Linked DNA regions of Mus musculus: region 2 is linked to region 1. A link is a contact called in public promoter capture Hi-C data. All regions are on one chromosome and are shown on one strand. The core of a region is the stretch at or near the end of the contact, and the rest is flanking DNA. Distances in the headings are between cores, read along the strand shown.

The links. Promoter capture Hi-C pulls out the DNA fragments that hold promoters and counts their contacts.
Region 2: a contact with region 1 is called in a promoter capture Hi-C map of hippocampal neurons, with 2.4 times the contacts expected there. The contact joins the promoter of Slc15a2 here to the promoter of Pdia5 in region 1. A contact is called at or near these places in 4 of 39 promoter capture datasets (the 3T3-L1 cell line, 3T3-L1-derived adipocytes, hippocampal neurons and 1 more) and 1 of 9 other capture datasets (embryonic stem cells).

What each region holds. Positions count from the first base shown.
Region 1 is chr16:35,488,600-35,494,021 of GRCm38.p6, forward strand. Pdia5 (protein disulfide isomerase associated 5) reads right to left here and starts at 2,274. Exons shown (of 17, transcript NM_028295.1): 1 at 2,130-2,274. The coding sequence starts at 2,165.
Region 2 is chr16:36,781,742-36,787,163 of GRCm38.p6, forward strand. It overlaps Slc15a2 (solute carrier family 15 (H+/peptide transporter), member 2), which reads right to left and starts at 3,221. Exons shown (of 22, transcript NM_021301.3): 1 at 2,914-3,221; 2 at 531-618. The coding sequence starts at 3,051.

The sequences.
Region 1 (5,422 bases), core at 1,024-3,523:
AGGGCCTCATATAGACAAGGCAAGTGCGGTATCATCCAAGCTAGGTCATCAGACCCCACCTTTCTTCTTACTGACCACAGATGACTTCCAACTTGACAGTGAGACCACATACAGGGGATACTGAATTGTTTTCCTTTTCTTTTGTACAGTATTAAGAACTGAATCTAGCGCATGCTAGGCTGGCCCTCTGCCCCCCAGACTGCCCTTAAACTTACTCTTGTAGTCCAAACAGGACTTTCCATCCTCCTGCCTCAACCTCCTAAGTAGCTGGGATTCCAAAGCCATGCCATCAGACCCAGTTAAATCCATTTTCATAAAACCCTGGGCCACGCCCAGTGGCCTTCAGTCAATACAGAGCGAACAAAGAAGTCAAACTGCTCCCAGGGATGTAGGAAGCCCTTATCAAATCCACATAGCTTTTAAATGCACAGAGGCCCAACCCGCAGTCACTTGCTGCGGATTCCAGGCTCTCATCCCTCTACCTTGTATTTGCGGAGCTAACTCTAGGCTCAGGAACGTCCAGCTGCCAGGTGCTTTGGGCAAACCTCAAAGTTCTTCCTCATTGCCTGAGGGGAAGGTACATACAGACCTCCGAAATACCCACAACACATTAATTCCTGGACTCTGCTCCACCCACCTCAATAAGGCCCCAGGGGCTCTCCCTTGGCAGACTCTCCCTCTCAGAGATGTGACCTCTCCCTGTGGGGACTCTCCACCTCAGATAATGTATGGCTCTCCTGTGGCAGGCTGGCAGCAGTTAGGGTATTAGCTCTTGTCCTTCGAACAGTATTTGCTCACAGGATTGACTGCTGTTCAGCCGAGGGCAACACCTGAAGGCAGGCGCAGAGTGTAGTTTGCTCCCCACCCAAAATTCAACCCGGTGGCAAACAATGTGGTTGATAAATGTTTACAGAGTAAAAGGTCAGTCCCCTGGGCTCTTGTTTTTACTGAAGGGAGGGAAAAAGGAAGAAAGCAAAACCCTCCTCCCTCAGAGTTCAAGGACTGACATCCTGATGGGAGTCAGCCCAACTGGCTCCAGGAAACTTATGTCAAACATCATGGCACACCACCAGCACCCCAAAGCTTCGCGGTAACCTACTAGATCTCTCCTAGACGGAGGATGCAGAACTGGGAACAGGGAGCTTCCTTTGACACCTTCTTCCACATAACAGAAAACTCGATGTCACTCCTTTAACTGGTGATCCCAAAGGACAGGGCACTGCGGAGTTCAAGCGTTTAGATCTAATCACCCCTCCCTTTCCACCACACCCCCCCCCATCTGCCCAGCATCCTTGCCACACCCAAAGGGAAAACAGTGGAGTGGTAGGGGCAAGTAAGTCTTCCGAACTTGGTGATAGTGGCGGTGGCCATAAGGAGATGGACCCAACACAAGGGAGACAAGAAGTTACGAGAGAGATGTGGAAGAAGGCAACTACATCCTGTCACACACCCACAACCACACCTCAGCCCCAGGGGCAAACCCGTCCCCAGTCCCCACTTCTTCTCGGGGGATGCTTGTTCGGGAAAGTCCTCCCATCCCCACATAGTCTGCACCACGGTTCACCCCTCCTCCACTTCTGTATCACTCCGGTATCATTTTGCAGTCTCCGGAGCTGGTTCCACCGACTCCTCAGCCGACCCGTCTGACAACCTCCTTAGCGGGTATCTTTACGGTTTCCCATCTCATAGAAGGAACGCAGACACGTTTACAGATCCAGGGCGCCACACACACAGCTCGAAAGTGGCCGGGGCTGGAGCCGGCATCACCGTGGGAGCAGAACTCTTGGAGGTGGTGACCCCACCCAACCCGTCACGCGCCCTTTCTCCGGGGGTCCAACCCACGAGCAAGTGTTCCTGCTGCGCAAGTGGAAGGCAGCCTCCACCCCACACTCACACAGGTGCAAGCACCGCCCGGGGAGTCCTGCTTAGGCTAAGGACATCCCAGACCTGCGTCCCCGCAAAGTTGTGCGGGAGCGCGAACCCGGAGAGAGGGATCACCCGGCCCGGCCCCAGTGGAGAGCAGAGGACCAAAGACCCTATTGCCACCCGGCGAGCACGCCCCCAACCAACCCGGACCGCGCGCTCCCACGGCCATGCGGGACGCACGTGTCGCCGGCCCACAGCCTCACCCCAATCGCCAGTAGCAGCCCCCACGCCCGCGCCATCCCCGCCGCCTCCTGCCGTCTGCACCCGGCTCCCGCGCACGCCTGCCAGCTCCACCTCGGCCAACAGCTACGGCCACTTCACAGCCGCTCCCCGCCTCCGAGTTCCCGGTGCCACGTCTGCCAAAGCATGCGCACCAGGCTAGGAGAGGCGGCCCGGGAAGGAGCCTGCCGGGAGTTGTAGTTCACGAGAAGCTCGGGATGCCTCTGCCTCGGACTTTGCCTGAGGACGCAGAGTAGCAGCTGTGAGGATGGGGGGCAGGGAGGCTGGGGAGTAGGGACAGTTGTTCACTAAGGAGCCTTGCTCTGTGCCCGCAGAATCAGAACCAACAACTCACTCTGCCCCCAGAAGTTAGTTTCCCCACCCCGAGGATTAGCAGGCAACCCAGAGAATTCCAGTCATTTGACTGTAGGTACTAATTGTAAAGTCTATGATGGCCTGTGGAGGATGGAAAATGCCATCTGCTCCCGAGGCTTTTTTTTTCCCCTTGACAAAACATTATTGAGGTGTCGGGAAAACAATTTAGAGAGCCCAAAAAATATTAAGTATAGATCACCACACTATCCCCTTACTCCTTAACCATATACTCAAAAGAATCGAAAAGTGTGTTCAAGTAGTACTAGCACACCAATGTTCCTAGCAGCGCTGTTTATGATAGTCAAAGAAGAAAGAAAGGAAGAAAGAAAGAAAGAAAGAAAGAAAGAAAGAAAGAGTGAGTCTAAATATCCTCAAAAGACAAATACAGAAAATGTGATATACACCGGTACAACGGAATACTATTCATCCAATAAAAAGAAATTCACACAACCATGTTAACAAATATCAAAAATATATGATGCTGATTCTTAAAAAGCCAAATGCAAAATGTTGTATATTGTATGATTGCATTTATATAAAATATACAAAAATTGGAAAAAATGGTTTTGGTTTTGTTTTTTTTTTTTTGGTTTGTTTGTTTGCATTTTGTGTAAACAGATTACTCTGACCTGGGGAATGGAGGAAAGGAATTTCAGTTCAGAAATCCATTGATGAGGATGAAAATCTTTCAGAGCTAGATAAAAGGGGAAGCAGCACAGCATTATGAATGTATTAAATGCCACCAAACTGTATCATTTAAATAGTTAATTGATGTTAAATGAATGCTAATTACCTGAACAAAAAATGTAAAATGGGAGCTGGACAATGGGTACATTATTTAGGAGCACTTGCTGCTGTTGGCTCCCACATAGCAACTAACAACCATCCTGTAACCCCAATTCCAGGGTATCTGATCTCCAAGGGCACAAGATATGATTGTGGTACTCCTACATATGGGTAGGGTGGTGCACGCCTTTAATCCCAGCACTCGGGAGGTAGAGGCAGGCGGATTTCTGAGTTCGAGACCAGCCTGGTCTATAAAGTGAGTTCCAGGACAGCCAGGGCTATACAGAGAAACCCTGACTCGAAAAACCCAAAAAACAAACAAACAAAAACCAACAACAAAAAAAAAAAAAAAAAACACCCATAGACATAAGACAGGTCTTTTATGTACAACAAAACAAAAAATCCTCTTTTGAATCCTCTTTGTCACGCGCACCATCAGCTTGTCACTTCATTTAGGAATGTTTGTTGGACAACTACTCCGTCATAAGGATGCAAATGGAGAATAATAAAATGGACAGAGGAAGTGCACATTGAGGAGTTGGGAGATATTCCCTGAATAAACGTTGCCAGCTGTCTAAAGCCTCTCTCATCCCCCAGTTTCCAGGTGTCTACTCCTTACCTTTAGTGCATACCCATTGTTAGTCTTTAGCTGTCTTGCCTTCCAGAAACACTGTGTGTAAACAAACACACAAGCCTACATCACTTTGTGTCAGGAGTGCTCACAGCATCACAGTAGCAACCATCACATTGTACATGGGAGCTAACTGCCACATTGTAGCAACCATCTCATTGTTTCATCAATGTTATTCAGGAAATTGTTGCATGTGCTGCTTTGGGGTAAGTCCCCAGAGATAGGGCTGTGTCCTAAGTCACTTGCTTTTATTGATTATGAAGATGACTTGGGTAATTAGCCCAACAGAGAGTTGCATCTTAAGTAGAGACTGCTGATGTAGTCCTTAGGCCAGCTGAAATGGAACTTGTGGAGGTGGAAGACTATGCAGAATAACCTGACCCAGGAACAATTGCTGCTCCTGACCTGCAGGCTCCAAGTTCCGTCTCTCGGTCAGGCTAAAGTCTCAAGGCCATACACACCTAGCTGTCATTCTTGGCTCACCCCTTCTCAAGAGACCCATCTAAGTCCTTACTGTGTTCTGTTAATTCTACTTCCAAAATACAGGCATTCTGTCACACCTGCTGTCACTAGTGTGCCCCACTTGGTGAAGGTAACAGCAGTCTCTGTGCCTGCTATTCCTAATGATCCATACGGTATTGTCACTTAGGTCTTGCTGGTCATGTCCCCAAAGCCTTCCAATGGTTCCCTGTTTCCCTTAGACCAGAGGTTCTCAACCTTCCTAATGCTGTTTAATACAGTGCCTCATGCCCTTTAATACAGTACCTCATGTTATAGTGACGCCCCAACCATAAAGTTATCTTCATTGTTACTTCATAACTGTAATTTTTGCTACTGTTATGAATCGTAATGTTAATAGCCAATATGAGGGATATCTGATATGTGAACTCTGTGAAAGGTTGTCCAACCCCTAAAGGGGTCTCTACCCACAGGTTGAGAACCACTGCCTTGTAATAACAAACTCCTCCATGACTTGCAGCCCTGTGTCTGCCCTTTAGACCTCTCCCAGATTTTGGTCCCACTCTGGCTTGTTGAGCTGCTGTCACTCATAGCAGTATTTCCTGGGACCCATCCCAGGAGCAGCTCCTACCTCCTGTTCTTTCCAGGCCTTTGTTTGACTGGCACGTTCTAATCCTTGAGAGCTCTCCTCTGTCACTTGTCCACAGCAAACCATAAAAGGCAATTTCACCCTAACCTCCCTGAGCCTCCTAATTTCCTAGCTTTCTGTCCCTGCTTTGCCTGCACAGACCACAGTCTGCACTTTTTTGTTTTTGTTTTTGAGACAGGATTTTTCTTTACAGCCCTGGCTGTCCTGGAACTCCCTCTGTAGACCAGGCTGGCCTTGAACTCAGGAATCCGCCTACCTCTGCCTCCCAAGTGCTGGGATTAAAGGCGTGTGCCACCACTGCCTGGCCGGTCTGCATTTTTTATTCTGTTTTTATCCATGTGTTTGACACTCACAAATCCAACCAACTGTGGGTTTAA
Region 2 (5,422 bases), core at 1,971-4,470, 1.3 Mb after region 1:
CAATAAGATAGATGCATTAAAATGATTCAAAATAGATTTGATCTCTGGGTTCAACAGGTGACCCCGGCCTTTGGCACTGCTATTAGAGAAATAACTGGGTGATGACTGCCAGGCAGTAGAAACAGGACCCATGGGAACAGTGAAAGTAAATGAGGCATGCTGGCTACACAAATACAAAACTCATCCCTTCGATCTCTGTGCACCTGTAGCATCGTTTAGACGGTGAGAAGTTAGCACAGTGCTTCCTACGGCCCTTCCTCTCCTCCTTCCCAGCAACAATACGGCTCAATGGGGCTTACAGGATGAGGGCTTTCTCTACTTGTGTTCTTATTAGCTGTGCATTGTTCCTAAGGGCCTTTTAAAATCTTAACCAACATGAGTTATTAAATAGAATTTTATGAAGCATTTACTATCATGGCCAGAGGAAAGGATCAGTTTATACCGAGGCAGAAATGATTGGACAAAGTGCATGAAAGGAGGCCAGGCTGCTATAAACACAAGCAGAGAAGGCTCTGGGGGCACAGAGTTACCTTTCATGCCATAATAGGAAAATCGCTCGCAGAATTCGTTCACCACAATGAAGGCGATGCTGAGTGGGTAGCTAGAGCCGAAGAGCTTCTATTCAACGAAAAAGCAAACGTAGGCGCATGAGCACTTTCCCCATTTAAACTACATGGTTACTTTACAACTAAAATATATCTTCAAATGTACGTATACGAAGAAGCCCAACCTCCCACTAAACTCCACCTCCCGCTAAGCTCCACCTCCCGCTAAGCACCACCTCCTGCTAAGCTCCACCTCCTGCTAAGCTCCACCTGCTAAAATTTCTGCTGGCTCCCAATAGCATCTCCATGGGGACCAAACCTTTAACATAGTTAGTCTCATTTTGCCCAGGCTGGCCTCTGCTTTAAGATCTTCCTGCCTTGGGCTCCCAAAGAGCTCAGGTTGCTGGTGAACCCCACTATGTCCGGATAAACTCATCCCTAAATTGTTGTCATCAGTTATCACAAAGCAGTGGTCTCTTCATAGTGTTGTCATACGTTGTCATATGTAGTGGTCTCTTCATACGTTCTCATGCTAATCATGCTTATATTACTGGTGTGGGGGGTAAAAAGTTCAAATCTTACTTCATCCATTATTAATATGGGACGAGCCAGACATTCCTTGATCAGAACACGCTCACCTCCCCACAGTATCTTAATAAAAGCCTATGGCTCTAGGCAAGAGGATGATCATAATTATTGCTAAGAATAAATTGAAAAGATAGCCTCAGGAGCACGTGATATCCAGGCAGTCAGAGCCAGATGTCACACTCTCATTTAGCTCTACTACAGGGACTGGCTGGTCCCATCTGCCATGGTCACCATTCTGGGGGAAATCTTGACAATCTGATGACTTCTCTTTCATGGTTTGCAAGACCCAGGCATAGAGTTCAAAGTGGTGGCCAGGCACTCCTAAATATAAGCCGATTGGTCACCTTAACTCTGGGAAGAAAATTCTGAAATCCTATGAAATTAAGTGTCCACCTTTCCTACTAGTATGCTTACGTAATGTTTCCTTTTAAATTGTATTTGTATTTATGTACATATGTGTTTGTATATGTGAGAGCCTAAGTATGTGGGTACCTGCAGAGACCAGAAAAAGATGTTGGATCTCCTAGAGCTGGAGTTATAGGTTGTTGTGAGCTGTCTGACTTGGGAACCAGGAGCCAAACTCTGGTCTTTTGAAAGAACAGCAAGTGCTCTCAACTGCTGAGCCATCTCTCCAGCAACAAGGTTTTCATTTTCAAGCTGTACATAAGAGTAACTGTGCTATTTCATGCATTATGTAAAATAGTAAATATCACATTTTATTTTAAATCTCTTTCTACACAATAGCGCCACTAACGTGGAAAGGGGACAAAGATCATCTATCCTTTGAGACATTCAAACATTAACATGAGATTTATATTACCTCTTATTTCACAGGTATGTACCTCTCTAACCACCCTTAACAAGATATGATAAACTATATATAAAAAACTTAGTCTGCCTTTTACCCATGTGGATATGAATAAATCACCTTTCTATATACATGTTACTGCATGATAACAACTTGATTGAAAGATGCACTGAGTTGAAATTATTACCTTTGCAGCTCTCATCCTGAGAACTATGTAACATAGAGTTTATTTAACATTAGCGGCATACACTCTCACTGATTGGATTAACATGCAATCCTTACTGAAGTGACACCAGTACTCCGCTCTGTGTTTCATTTCTGTTACTTCAAGGAAATCAGAATCATACTGACCTCATGGTTGATACTAAGAACTCAGCAAATAATTGGTTATTATTACTGTAGCCTTTCTACAAAGAGGATTTTAATATGATATGAGAATCGAACAAGGCGATACAATCGGAAGTGCTTTAACGAGTACGAAATACAAAATATTATTCTTTGTTCCTCTATCCAACCTCCCACTTTAAAGTAGGGACACTTAGTAACAGAGAGTGGGTCTATTCTAAAGCTTTTTTGGTGTCCAAAAAAAGAAGGCTCTGCACACAAGGGAAACTAAAGGCTGAGTTTTGGTATTGGTAAGGAAAGAACAATCACACACAGTTCTCCAGACAGGAATGCTTGCCAAGTCTCCCTGGACATTCAAAGTGCTTTTTCTCCCCCAGGGAATATGCAATGAAACAGAGCAAAACTCTGGGGCCCAACTGAAAAAAAAAATCTGGCTAACCCACCCTGTTGCTTCCTTCCCAAAACAGAAGAGTCTAGAATTAATTTTCAGGTGAATTCTAATTCCATGAAAGCAGTAGTTTTTCTGCTCTAATACAGTTCAGCACAAAGTTCCAACAGCCAACGAGAAACTTCAAAAGACTTCCGTATGCTATTACTGTCAGAGACAAACCGAACTTTGGGACTCACCGGAGTTGACTTCTTTGGAGGGCTTGGAGGTCCAGGCAGCATCTCTTCAGTAGAGACAGGTGAAAAGAGCGTTTCCTTGGACTCATTTTTCTGGAAAGGATTCATGGCTGGCTCCTTACTCTCTCTCTCCTCAAGCATTTGGCTTCAGTAGGCAGCTAGGACTGCTGCCAGCCTACAGTGAAAAGGGGGACTAGGGGGAGGAGGGATAGCTACAGCAAATAGGTTTAACCCTGTGGGTGTCAGTTTCAGTGGCTGCCTGCCTTAGAGCAGAACTTGAAGCTATAGGAAAAGAGAGGGGCTGCACGCTGATTGTGCCAAAGGTAAGGCATGGGGAAGTAAGAACAACACGTCACAAGTCACGAGATGAGAAGAAACAGTGCTAGAGAATCGATTAGGGTTATCTGTTTGAGAAAAATACCTCTGCAAATGAGGACTAGATAGTACTCAAGAATGCAGCATCTTGGCTAGGCATACAGCTCAGTGGTAGAACATTATGCCCTGCAGGTCCTGAATCTGATTTCTAATGGCATGTGGGGGTGGGGGCGGGAAGAATACAACAGTGTAAACACAGAAGGCTGATTTCAGATTAATAATATCTGCCATTATTGGGCACTTATTATGTGCCATGTTAATGTATATGCGTTATTCATATATGTATGCATGCATACCTTTGGTTTTCATACATTTTACTGCTATCTTTATTATACCACAATTATTGTTCCAAGAAATCAGGAAACTTATCTAAAAATCACAGGGCCAGTAAAGTGGCAGATCTGGAATTTTCACTATGCAGAAACAGATAGGAAAAGCAGAGACAGGTATCAGCAGTCAGTCGTGCAGGTATGGAAGCCACAGAAGTGGAAACGCAGGGAGGCTAGGAAGTCAAAATGCTGTGAACAAGAAGGAAAGTCATCACAGAACTGAATCTGAGAATAAGAATGATCCGGGCTTAGGTTTTCAACATCATAGCATTCAGCTAGAAAATCCTGTAAGTAAAAAATACAAGGTTAAAGAAAATGACAGGGAAAAGAAGAGTTGGTAATGGCCCTTGCTAAAGTCGCTTTCTGTATTTTCAATTTATCTCTTCAAAAATCAGTTCATTCATTCATTAAGAAATAAAATTTAACATGTGCAAAAAATTATGAACCAGTTGCTTTCTAGGTATTATTGCAAGCATTAAATGTTCTTAACTTTCAGTGGATTTTATTCCGACGCTAGAATACTATACTCAGTCCCTTGTCAGACAAGCAATTGGAATACACATTGTGACAATAGATACATTATACCCTACATTGAATTGAATGTATATAAAATTGAAAGTGTAGTACTATATATCACTGATGTAAAAGCATTGGCTTTCACTGTGACATTTCCACACATGCGCGTCACGCGGTCTGAATGAACACAGTCTCCTTGCATTTCCTTCTTTCTCCCCTTGGTGTGTTACTTTTGCTAATCCAAAGAGGTAAGAGAAGCACAAAAGAAAGGGGGAGATATTGCCAAAGGCTACAAAGGACATTTTCTGCACCTTGGGGTTACACCCTGAGCACTAACCCACCAAGTCAGGCAATGTCAAGATGAGTGATTTCATTGGCGAATGCAAGAGAGGAAACTGAGAACGAAGAACAAGGAAAAGAGGACAATGTAGGGGAAGGAATATGAGCAAATTAAAATTCATACATATATGAAATTTTTTAAAAATGCATTATTTTCTATGTTAACTAAGAAAATAGTAAAATGAGAAGTAGGGGGAACAGGATAGAAAACTCTATGGCCTTATTTCTTGCAAAATTCGTACATTATCCGTTTGAATGACTTTTCAACAAATGAACCTTTCCCCCCCTAAACTTTAACTTGGACTTTGACCAGGTTCTCTCAGGTTCTATTGTAGTTTTCATCTATTTTCTCTTCCACCAACCTTTACCCAAAGAATAATCCCGTTTTACTTCTGCCTGGAGCATTAATGATTAATCTGTAGTTGTTCTTTTAGGAAATATTGCCTTTCCTGACCTAACTCAGTTAAATACTGAATCTAAAATAGGCAGAACTTTCTGGTCAGGTTACCTAGTAGAGGCACGAGCGTAGTGTCGACTTATTAAGTTACCGGTTTCCCTTGCCTTGGCCTTGAACTTCTAGACGGTGTTTACTTCAGAAGAACAGATGAAGTAGCACCCATATGCACAGCCAGAGGTCCCCGGTTGCCAGGCTCCAGAGCGTGAACTTTGGTTTTCAAACCAATTTCTATGAAATCTGTCTTTTTGCAAGACAAGGTCTTGCTGATCTTCCTACTTAGCCAAGGATGGCCTTGAATGTCTCTGATCCTCCGACTTCTACCTTCAGCATTGCTGAGCGCTGGGAGTCCAGGAATGAGCGGCCAACTCGTTTCAAGTTTATGTAGTGCTGGAGACTGAACTCAGTTCAGGGTTTTGTGAGTGCTAAGCAAGCACTCTACCAACTAAGTCATAGCCCAAAGCCTGAAGTTTATCTCTGGATAATGGCAATACAATAA